Linked DNA regions of Mus musculus: region 1 is linked to region 2. A link is a contact called in public promoter capture Hi-C data. All regions are on one chromosome and are shown on one strand. The core of a region is the stretch at or near the end of the contact, and the rest is flanking DNA. Distances in the headings are between cores, read along the strand shown.

Region 1 (4,249 bases), core at 36-2,535, 150 kb before region 2:
TTGGTTAGAGTTTCTGAGTGCATCTGACCATTGCAGAGTATGTGGGGGCAGGCTGTGGGGGTGGGGGTGGGTTCCTGGCAGGCCCCAAAGGTCACATCGGCCTGAGCCTCACAAAACATCAGGAAACGAAGCTCAGTCTCAGAAGCACCACAGAGGGAGAGTCTGGGGCTACTGAGGAAAACAGGCAGCAGCTGGCGGAGACCCAGCTCCTCAGCCTCTCAGTATGGCTCCAGGTCTTTGGCCTATTCCTGCCCGAGCACTATTGACTGAGCAGCCTGGGAGCGGGACCACCACTGGCCAGCTAGCTCTGCCGAGCCTCTGCAGTGGAAACATTCAAACCCAAAAACACATCGGGGAAGAATTAGCAGCAAGACCGTGAAGGTGCACTCGGAGGTTCCCAAGGCTGAGGGGAAAGAACTGTGGGTGTCAGGGGAGGCGGCCGGAGGTCATAGATGTCTCAGTAGGGGAGTCAGTACTGAAGGTGAGTCACAGATGGAGCTCAAAGGCAGGGAGAATGGCAAGAAGGGACCCTGGGAACCTAGGGTGGAAGAAGAGGTTATAGAAAAAGCAGGAGAGCAAACGTTCCCCTCCCATGAGGGTCTCTTCCCCGCCCCCCCCCCCAGTACAGCTGTAACAGCTGTGGTGGCTGGGCCTGACCGGGCTCTCCCAGGGAATGGGTGGCCTGATGGGGCTCTCCCAAGTAATGGGTGTGTTTTCAGCCAGCTACCTGGAAGGTCAGGGAAGGGTGACATGCGCACAGACAATGCGCTCACTGACTGAAGCACCAAGGACGCCCCTCCTCCCCTTAGTGCCTGGACCCAGCCTGGGCTGGGAGGCGGGGGAGCACACAGCTTTCACGCAGGACCCCGGAACAGGGGGTGCAAGTCATCGACTTTCCCTGGCCCCAGGTAGATCTGCGCGAAGTGGGCGTGCCTCCAGGACACTCTGCCAAGCCCAGAAACCGCAGATGGGGGTGACACGTGGAGGATTTGAAAACACATCAGGCGGCTTTTCGGCGTGTTTTCTAGAAGCCTTTTCACAGCCCCTAAAGGCTGACTCCTTGGTTAGGTCCCAGGGAGCCCCAGACACCAAGAGGCCAGCACTGGGTAATGGACCCCTTTTATTTCAGCTTTATCAGCTAAAAGTGATTTTACACAAAATAATGTGTCAGAGATAATTGCTCCTGGGAACGGATCCCAGTGCAGCCGGCAACCAAAGGTAAACGTGCCCATTAATGATTAAACCTCTGATGTCTCCCAAGGAACAGAGAGCTCTGGAGCGGCCCAGAAAGGAGACCCCTCCCCCAAGGTCCTGGCAGGGGCCCAGGCTGCCCTGCCTAACAGGAACTGGTTCCTGCCCAGTGGGAATAGGGAACGATCCTCCATCAAGGGAAAACCAAACACTGTCTAATTCCAGCACCCTTGATGAGGAAAAACAGGTTTCTCTTTGTCTTTTGTGGAACAGGTCGTGGCTGCCACCAGTTTGCACCTGCCTGAGGTCACGGCGAAGGTTCCGGAAGCAGAGAGACAGGTCCTACAGCTACCTTTTCCCCCTGCACTAAAGGGCCTTCTCAAGAAAGGTGCAGAAAGAGCTTGAGACAGACATAAAGAAACGTACAGCTGGTTACAGAAAACAGAGGTGGAAGCTGGGTGTGGGGTGCACCTTAATCACACGCGGGAGAGGCGGCAGGCAGCAGGAGTTCAAGGGCGACCATCACTGGCCACAGAAGGATATGGCCAGTGTTAGGTTACATGAGCCCCTGGAGAAAGGGGTGCGGGAAGAGAAGCAAGGGAGGAAAGGAAGGAGGAGACATGGGGGTGACATAAATCATGGGAGGATGCCCCCCCACACACAATGTAGTCAAGAGCTTCCAGACAGAAAAGTCTGGGCTTCTTTCCATACCAATTGTGCTACTTGTTAACTTTGAGACAGGGTCTATATAACCCAGGTTGGTCTAGAACTCCCTGTGAGGCTGAGGATAGCCTTGAACTTCTGACTCTACTGTCTTTATCTCTCCAGTGCAGCAGTTAAAGTAGTGCCCTCCATGCTTTGAGTTGCTGTACTGGGTATCAAGCAGGGGGCTTTGTGGATTCTAGGCAAGCTTTCTACCAAAGGAACTACCTCCCAGCTCTCTCGAGTTTGGGTTTTTTTTTTGTTTGTTTGTTTTTTGTTTTTTTAATACTTGTCTTATATATTAGTGTGTGTGTGTGTGTGTGTGTGCTAAAGTATGTGTGTGCACCACATGTGTTCAGGAGTCCTCAGAGTTCAGAAGAGGCATGGATCCCCTAGAAATGGAGTTATAATGGTTGTGAGCCACCTCTGGGTGCTGGGGAACAGAGCCTGGGTCCTCTTGAGGAACAGTAAGTACTCTTAACCATTTAGCTATCTCTCCAGCTCCCGTGGTTTTGCTTGGGATAGGTTCTCACTCTATAGCCAGGCTGGCCCGGACCTCACCAGAGAGCCAGTCAACTTTGGGACCCATGACAATCTTCTTATCTATGTCTCCTGAGTTCAGGGGTTTATAGGCATGAGCCACCATGTCAAAGACTTTGTCATAGGATGTCACTTAGCCTCAGTTTCCTCATCCCGAACATGGGGACAGTACCACTGACCTCAAGGTCATCAGGAGGCCTATTGTGGTGATGCGTGACAAACCCTTAGCGGTGGTAGATGCTGCCTCGTCAAGTGCTCAGTCTCAGGGAACTGTAGTTACTTTGTATTATGATCATGACCGGAGAGGTCTGCTCCTTTGCAAGATCCTTGTCCAGCCTTAACCTCCTGGTGTGTCTTGGTGTTTGATTGTAGCTTGATGGTGGACAGGGTTCATGGTCAGTATTTGGGGCTGACCATGGAGAGGTGGAAGCTGGAACAGGAACTCTCAGCCAACATATAGTTTTTACACCATAAGGCACGTTCCTTTCTTAGGTATCATTCATTCATTCATTCATTCATGTGCTTGTTTTTAGAGAATGGTCTTACACAGTCCAGGCTGTTCTTGAGCTTGCTCTGTAGCTGAGCATGACCTTAAACTGGAACCTCTGCCTCCCAAGACCTGGGTTTAGAAGTGGACACCACCACAATGTATTTGTCAGTTCCTTATTTGGTTGTGGGGACAACACCAGGACTTCAAGTGCGCTAAGCACACACTCTACCACTGAGCTGTATTCCCAGCTCCCAAACTGTACCCAAAGTGTAAAAGTGGACCGTTTTTATTATATCACAAGGTCACGTGATCTGTCACTACTTCCTAATGCCACCATTTTCAGGGTGGAAAAGATGTGTCCGCCATACCTGTCAGCACTCAAGCATGCCCTCTCCCCACGGTCCTCAGCACCTGCTAACTCTCTGTCTTTATGAATTTGTCTCTTCTGGATAATTGATATAAATGGTGTTAGAAACTATGGTGGGTTGGTTTGTTTCTGTCTTTGATAGAAATCTCCCTCCCACCCCTAAACCCCAGGCAGGTTCTCACTATGCGGCCCTGGCTGGCCTGGAACGACTAAGTAGACCAGGCTGGCCTTGAATTCACAGAGACCCTTCTGCTTCTGTCTCCTGAGTGCTAGGATTAAAGGCGTGCTCCACTGCACCTGGCCCAAGGTCAATTTCTGAAAGTCAGTTCTTCCTTCCACACAGTCACTGGGGATTGAGTCGGGCTTGGCTGCAGGCATCTTGACCTCACAGCCACTTCACCAGCCCTCGGATTTCATTATAGCATTTTCAGACATACTTTGTTTTTGTTGGTCCTCCCCCCATCCCCCACCCTTGAGCTAACTATAAATAAATATTAAAGGTCAAATGGCAGCATGCATTAGTTAACCTTTTGCTGAATCAGAGTGTACATTGAGAATAGGGCTCACCTTCCCATAGATTATGTTTGCAGCTGTCCACTAGCCTCTCTCTCTGGAGTACCCTGATTTGCATGTTCTGGATTCTCCCTTGGACAAGTCTTGTCCTGTCTTCCCATTGAGAACTGGCAGGAGCTGGTGGAGAGCTTCCAACACGGGCTGTGCTTCTGAAAGCATCCTAGCTCCCTAAGTAAAGTCTGGACATCACAGGTGTAGTCTGTGGGAAAGAGCTGACAGGCCTGGGCTGTGGCCCTGGCTTCCTTCCAGCAGGCTCTGCCCATCCGCAGGTCCCTAGCAGGGAATGACCCTCACTGTCCTGTAGAAGACCTGGCTGAGCTGTTCTGAGTAGCTGAGTGGCTAAGTGCTTATCTGACTACTCTAATCAGAGCTCACCTGATGACCCC
Region 2 (4,412 bases), core at 1,778-4,277:
TCAACAGCACATTTGAAACATGTAGCTGATGATCCAAATAAGATCCGTCTCCACAGGCAGCAATACCTCCTGGGTCTGCCAAAATCTCGACCGCGCACAGACAACTAGGCCTGGCCCGCCCGCTCAGACTCACCATGGGACGCTGAGCAAGTCATTTAACCAGCCCGAGCTTCATCTTTCTCATCTTTAAAACGAAAAATAAAACTTGTTACCAATGGCTCGTGAGTGCCAGGAGGACAAGAAAACACCCATCCCGCCGTCTGTCATGAAGAGGACTCTAAACACACACAGCAGGCCCTACTGCCCTTATGTCTGTGCCCCACAGCAAGACGCTCGCCTCCCTCCCCTGGGTTCAAATGGATCACAGTGGATCTCGGTCCAGGCAGCCACCCCCACCTAGAAGCTTGAGGGCCCAGGGGAGCAGCCGCCCACCACCTCAGTCAACAGAGGTGGCAGGCTGTGCACTCAGCACCTGCACCCCAGGGGAGATGGATAATGGCTGACTAGAACTCAAGAAGACAAATTCCCAACAGCCTGGCTCTAGGGTCGGAGGCTCACTGTGTTCTGACACAAAAGACGTTCCTATTGTATAAACCCATAAGTGGGTTTCTTTTTTAAGTTACATGGATCGTGTGTGTGTGTGTGTGTGTGTGTGTGTGTGTGTGTGTGTGTGTGTAGAGAGAGAGAGAGCGCACTTGCACATGTTACCCAGTGTTTAGAGGATAACTGTCCACCATGGACGTCCTGGGAATTAAACTCCAGATCACTTGAATGGCAACTGCCTTTATCAGCTGAGACATTTTGTAAGCTCTCAAAGTGGGTTTCTAAACAGAAATAAATCACATAATGTACTGATTTTAGTATTTAGTATCTCTGTACAATAGAATTATAGGTGTAGCATTTTTAAAACTTCTTTTAGTATACTCTTGCTGCCCTCTTAGTATAGATAAAACTGTACTTTGGACTAACAGCTCCTTCGTTCCCTAAGGCCCTGAAGTAGAAATTTCACGCATTGGAACCTGTGAAAGTCAAAGTAGGCCTCATGGTTCACACCTTTAATTCCAGAGCTCAGAATTCACAGGCACACAGATAGCTGTGAGTTCCCCAACCAGGGCTACAGTGAGATCCTGTCTCAAAGACCAAAAGAAGATGGCACACACCTTTACTTCCAGCACTCGGGAGGCAGAGGCAGGAGGATCTCTGTGAATTCAGGCCAGCCTGGTCTACAGAGTGAGTTTCAGGACAGCCAGGGCTATTTAGAGAGACCCTGTGTCCAAAAACAAAAAACCAACAACTTGTAGAAGCCAGGCACTAGGGCACACACCCATAATGGACACACCTGAAAAACTAGCCCAGGAGATGCCTGAGTCTCCAGACCAGCCTGGGCTCCACAGCATTCTGTCTCAAACAAAGTGAAGCAGGCAGGGATACAGTCAGTTGTAGAGCCCTTCCCTTCCACAGGGATGTTTCAATCCCTAGTACTGGCACAGTGTACACACGCACACACACACACACACACTCAGACTTGTAGAAATCTCAGCACAAGAGCAATATGGTTTAAGAGAAGAGGGGCAGGAGACTGCTTCTCAAGGGCCCCAAGAAAAAGGAGCCAAGGTGGAGGCTGTCCTGGAGCACAACTTTCACAACAGACACAGAATCACATGGATATTGGGTAACTAAGAAATCTGACTTTTATCTAGAAAAGACTCAATGTCCACAAAGCAGCTTTCGCAGGAATGCACCCTACTAGAGAGTGACCTACTATAGCAGTGCCTGCTAGAGCCACATCATATCTCACATCATATTTCTCATATCTCAGACCCGAGGAAGCCTGCAGGAGCCCGTTTCCATGAGGCGTGATCACCATCATCATAAGACACACTGAAGAGGAACTGCTGTCCTCCCAGGCAAGCTCACTGTCTTCATGCCCTCGCTCTCGGCCTCCTCGACCACACAGCCACGCATCTGCATAGCCACGGTTGCTACCTAGCAAGCCTTGCCTTTGACAAACATTATCCTGTTTTAAAGTCTATTTCTGAACACTGAAAAAAAGCCCTGAATTCCCATATAAATTGTTTCTGTGATTTAATCAACTACCATCTGTTCTGTGAATTCATCAGGCTGAAGCTGTAAATACCCAGGAGAACAAAGGATGGACAGCTGCGGTATTTTAAAGAGCACTGAAATCTCTCTAAAAATTACAAGTGTAACCCAGGAGGTGGTGAGGCCTGCCTTTAATCCAGCACTCGGGAGGTAGGCAGAGGCAGCATCGCTGGGAGTTCAGGCTTAGTGGTGGCGCTCTAACCCTAGAACCTGAGTCAGAGGCAGGCATCCCTCTGAGATCAAGGCCAACCTGGCCAATACAGCAAGCTTCAGACCAGCCAGGGATACATAGTGAGGGAGGGAGGGAGAGTGAGTGTGTATGTGTGAGTGAGTGTGGGTGAGTGTGATAGTGAGTGAGCGAGTATGAGTGTGTGAATGTATGAGTGTGAGAATAAGTGAGAGTGTAGGTGAGTGTGGATGAGTGTGAGAGTGTGAGTGTGATAGTGAGTGTAAATATGAGTGTGTGAGTGTGGGAGTGAATGAGTGAGTGTGGGTACGTGAGAGTGTGCATGAGTGAGTGTGTGAGTGTATGAGTGAGTATGTGAGTATGTGTATGAGTGAAAGTGTAAGAGTGAGTACATGAGTGACTCAGCTAAGGGGAAAAGGCCTTGCCTAGCATGTGTAAGGCCCTATGTTCAATACTTTATAGAATCCCTGTCTTAAACACACACATGCACACACACACACACACACACACACACACACGGAAAAAGAAACAAGGTATAATTGTAAGCTAAGTGTGCTGTGCACACCTGTCTTCCCAGCACCCAGAAGGCTGAGGTAGGAGGGACTCCAAGTAAGTACCAGGACAACTTGGGCTACACACGGAGACTCAAAACAAACAAGGCTGTGGACACAGTTCAGTCATACAGCAGTTGCCTAACATGCACAAAGCAGAGGTCAATCTCTACCACACACTGTGTGCACACACTTGTGTGCGTGAACACACACAACAACAACACCCTCCCGTGAACTCCTCCCCCAGTGCCCAGGGCAGGTGTGGGACTCGGAGTTGTGGACATTGTGTCTGGCGCAGGACTCACATACATACAGACCTAGAAATACTGTCTCAGGAAAGAGCCCCCTGCAGCTTCACTCGAGAGCAGGTAAGTCTGCAAGCCGCCAGCCACCAAGCGGAACAGGCCCTCTGGACAAGCATGCAGGACTGGAGCGAAGTAAGAGTGCAGTCCAGAGTGCTGACAGGACAGGCATGGGCAGGAAGGCCCAGGCCTCTGCTGCAGTTTAGGACCACTGCCCAACAAGGCTCAGCAGTCACAGTGGATGCTGACTGGCTGTGCTGGCACGAGACCGCTGCTAGACAGAGAGAGGATGTCACCCTTCACTGTGGCCACTGACATTTCACACAAAGTTCAGTCAGGACCCTGGCTCCTCCAAACTACTGCAGCTAAGAAAATCCTAGAGCCAATCAACCCAAGCCCCAGGACAGGCTGGATCAAAGTCCTAAGCAATGATTTACAAAGCCGCATAGTGACAGTATGTGATAGGCCTGGTCTGCTGAACCCTCTTAATCCGCTCCAGAGACACCAGTCCACCACAGGAGCTGACACTCGCACACTGCCCACAACCCTGGGTAGGAAGCAGTGGCCACAGGAGCTGACACTCACACTGCCCACAACCCTGGGTAGGAAGCAGTGGTGAAGACCTCCGGGGGGTGGGGGGCTGAAGGAGCAGGGCCGACACAGACCTCTGACACAGTCTGTATCATACACAAGCAGGTAGTTCTAAGTCAAAAAGTCGGGAGCCCTGTCAGGTGGCGGTGTGGAGACCAGCCCTAGTGCACCTGCTCTGAGCTGCTGTCTGAGCTGCACTTAGCGTCAGCTCCCGGCAAGGCACTCTAGCAGCCCCAGGGCAGCCTCCTGAGCGGTGTCAAGAGCACTGAGTTAGCAGGACATGGGGAGTTAGGAAAGTCAGTTAGTCAGCCATGCCCATGCTCATCCCCGGGTTACAGGAGACCAGAGTGTGGACAAGGTTTTTGCACGGCCAGGACACTCAATCAGCGTGCACACATGCTCTACAAGAGGCCAGTCAGCTTTCAGGGATTCCTAAAGAAAACTACTGCAAGCAACACAGCTTCCGAGTTAGCAGAAGTTAGGACTTACAGAAAGCTTCCCTGATGCTTAATTTGCGAAAAGTGGCGAGTCTAGCGTGAGACACGACAGCTAGCGAGTGCCGCTGGGGAGGCCGGCAGGTCCTGCCCGGTGCAGCCAGCGCGCTGTACTTACCCCATTCCACTCTACGCTCATACTCACTTCCTCCCCTCCGTCAGGGCCACTCTCGTACTTGACCAC

Evidence for each region. Capture Hi-C pulls out chosen DNA fragments and counts their contacts.
Region 1: a promoter capture Hi-C map of liver shows a contact between it and region 2. The contact joins two enhancer-like sites. A contact is called at or near these places in 1 of 15 datasets of contacts at CTCF or cohesin (large pre-B cells), 1 of 484 Hi-C or Micro-C datasets (bone marrow-derived macrophages), 2 of 115 datasets of contacts at active chromatin or transcription factors (embryonic stem cells and regulatory T cells) and 3 of 9 other capture datasets (adipose tissue, liver and pancreatic islet).

The regions. Positions count from the first base shown.
Region 1 is chr12:111,933,982-111,938,230 of GRCm38.p6, reverse strand. No RefSeq gene overlaps it. Among named protein-coding and RNA genes, the nearest start is that of 5033406O09Rik, 8.4 kb to the left of the region's middle. Within about 2 kb of position 1,285, at least 65 of the 459 cell types and tissues checked have an H3K27ac peak or open chromatin away from gene starts, as enhancers often do. A contact at or near this core is called in liver, where this site is marked.
Region 2 is chr12:111,789,421-111,793,832 of GRCm38.p6, reverse strand. It overlaps Klc1 (kinesin light chain 1), which reads right to left. Exons shown (of 16, transcript NM_001025360.2): 13 at 4,347-4,412. Among named protein-coding and RNA genes, the nearest start is that of Xrcc3, 22 kb to the left of the region's middle. Within about 2 kb of position 3,027, at least 24 of the 459 cell types and tissues checked have an H3K27ac peak or open chromatin away from gene starts, as enhancers often do. A contact at or near this core is called in liver, where this site is marked.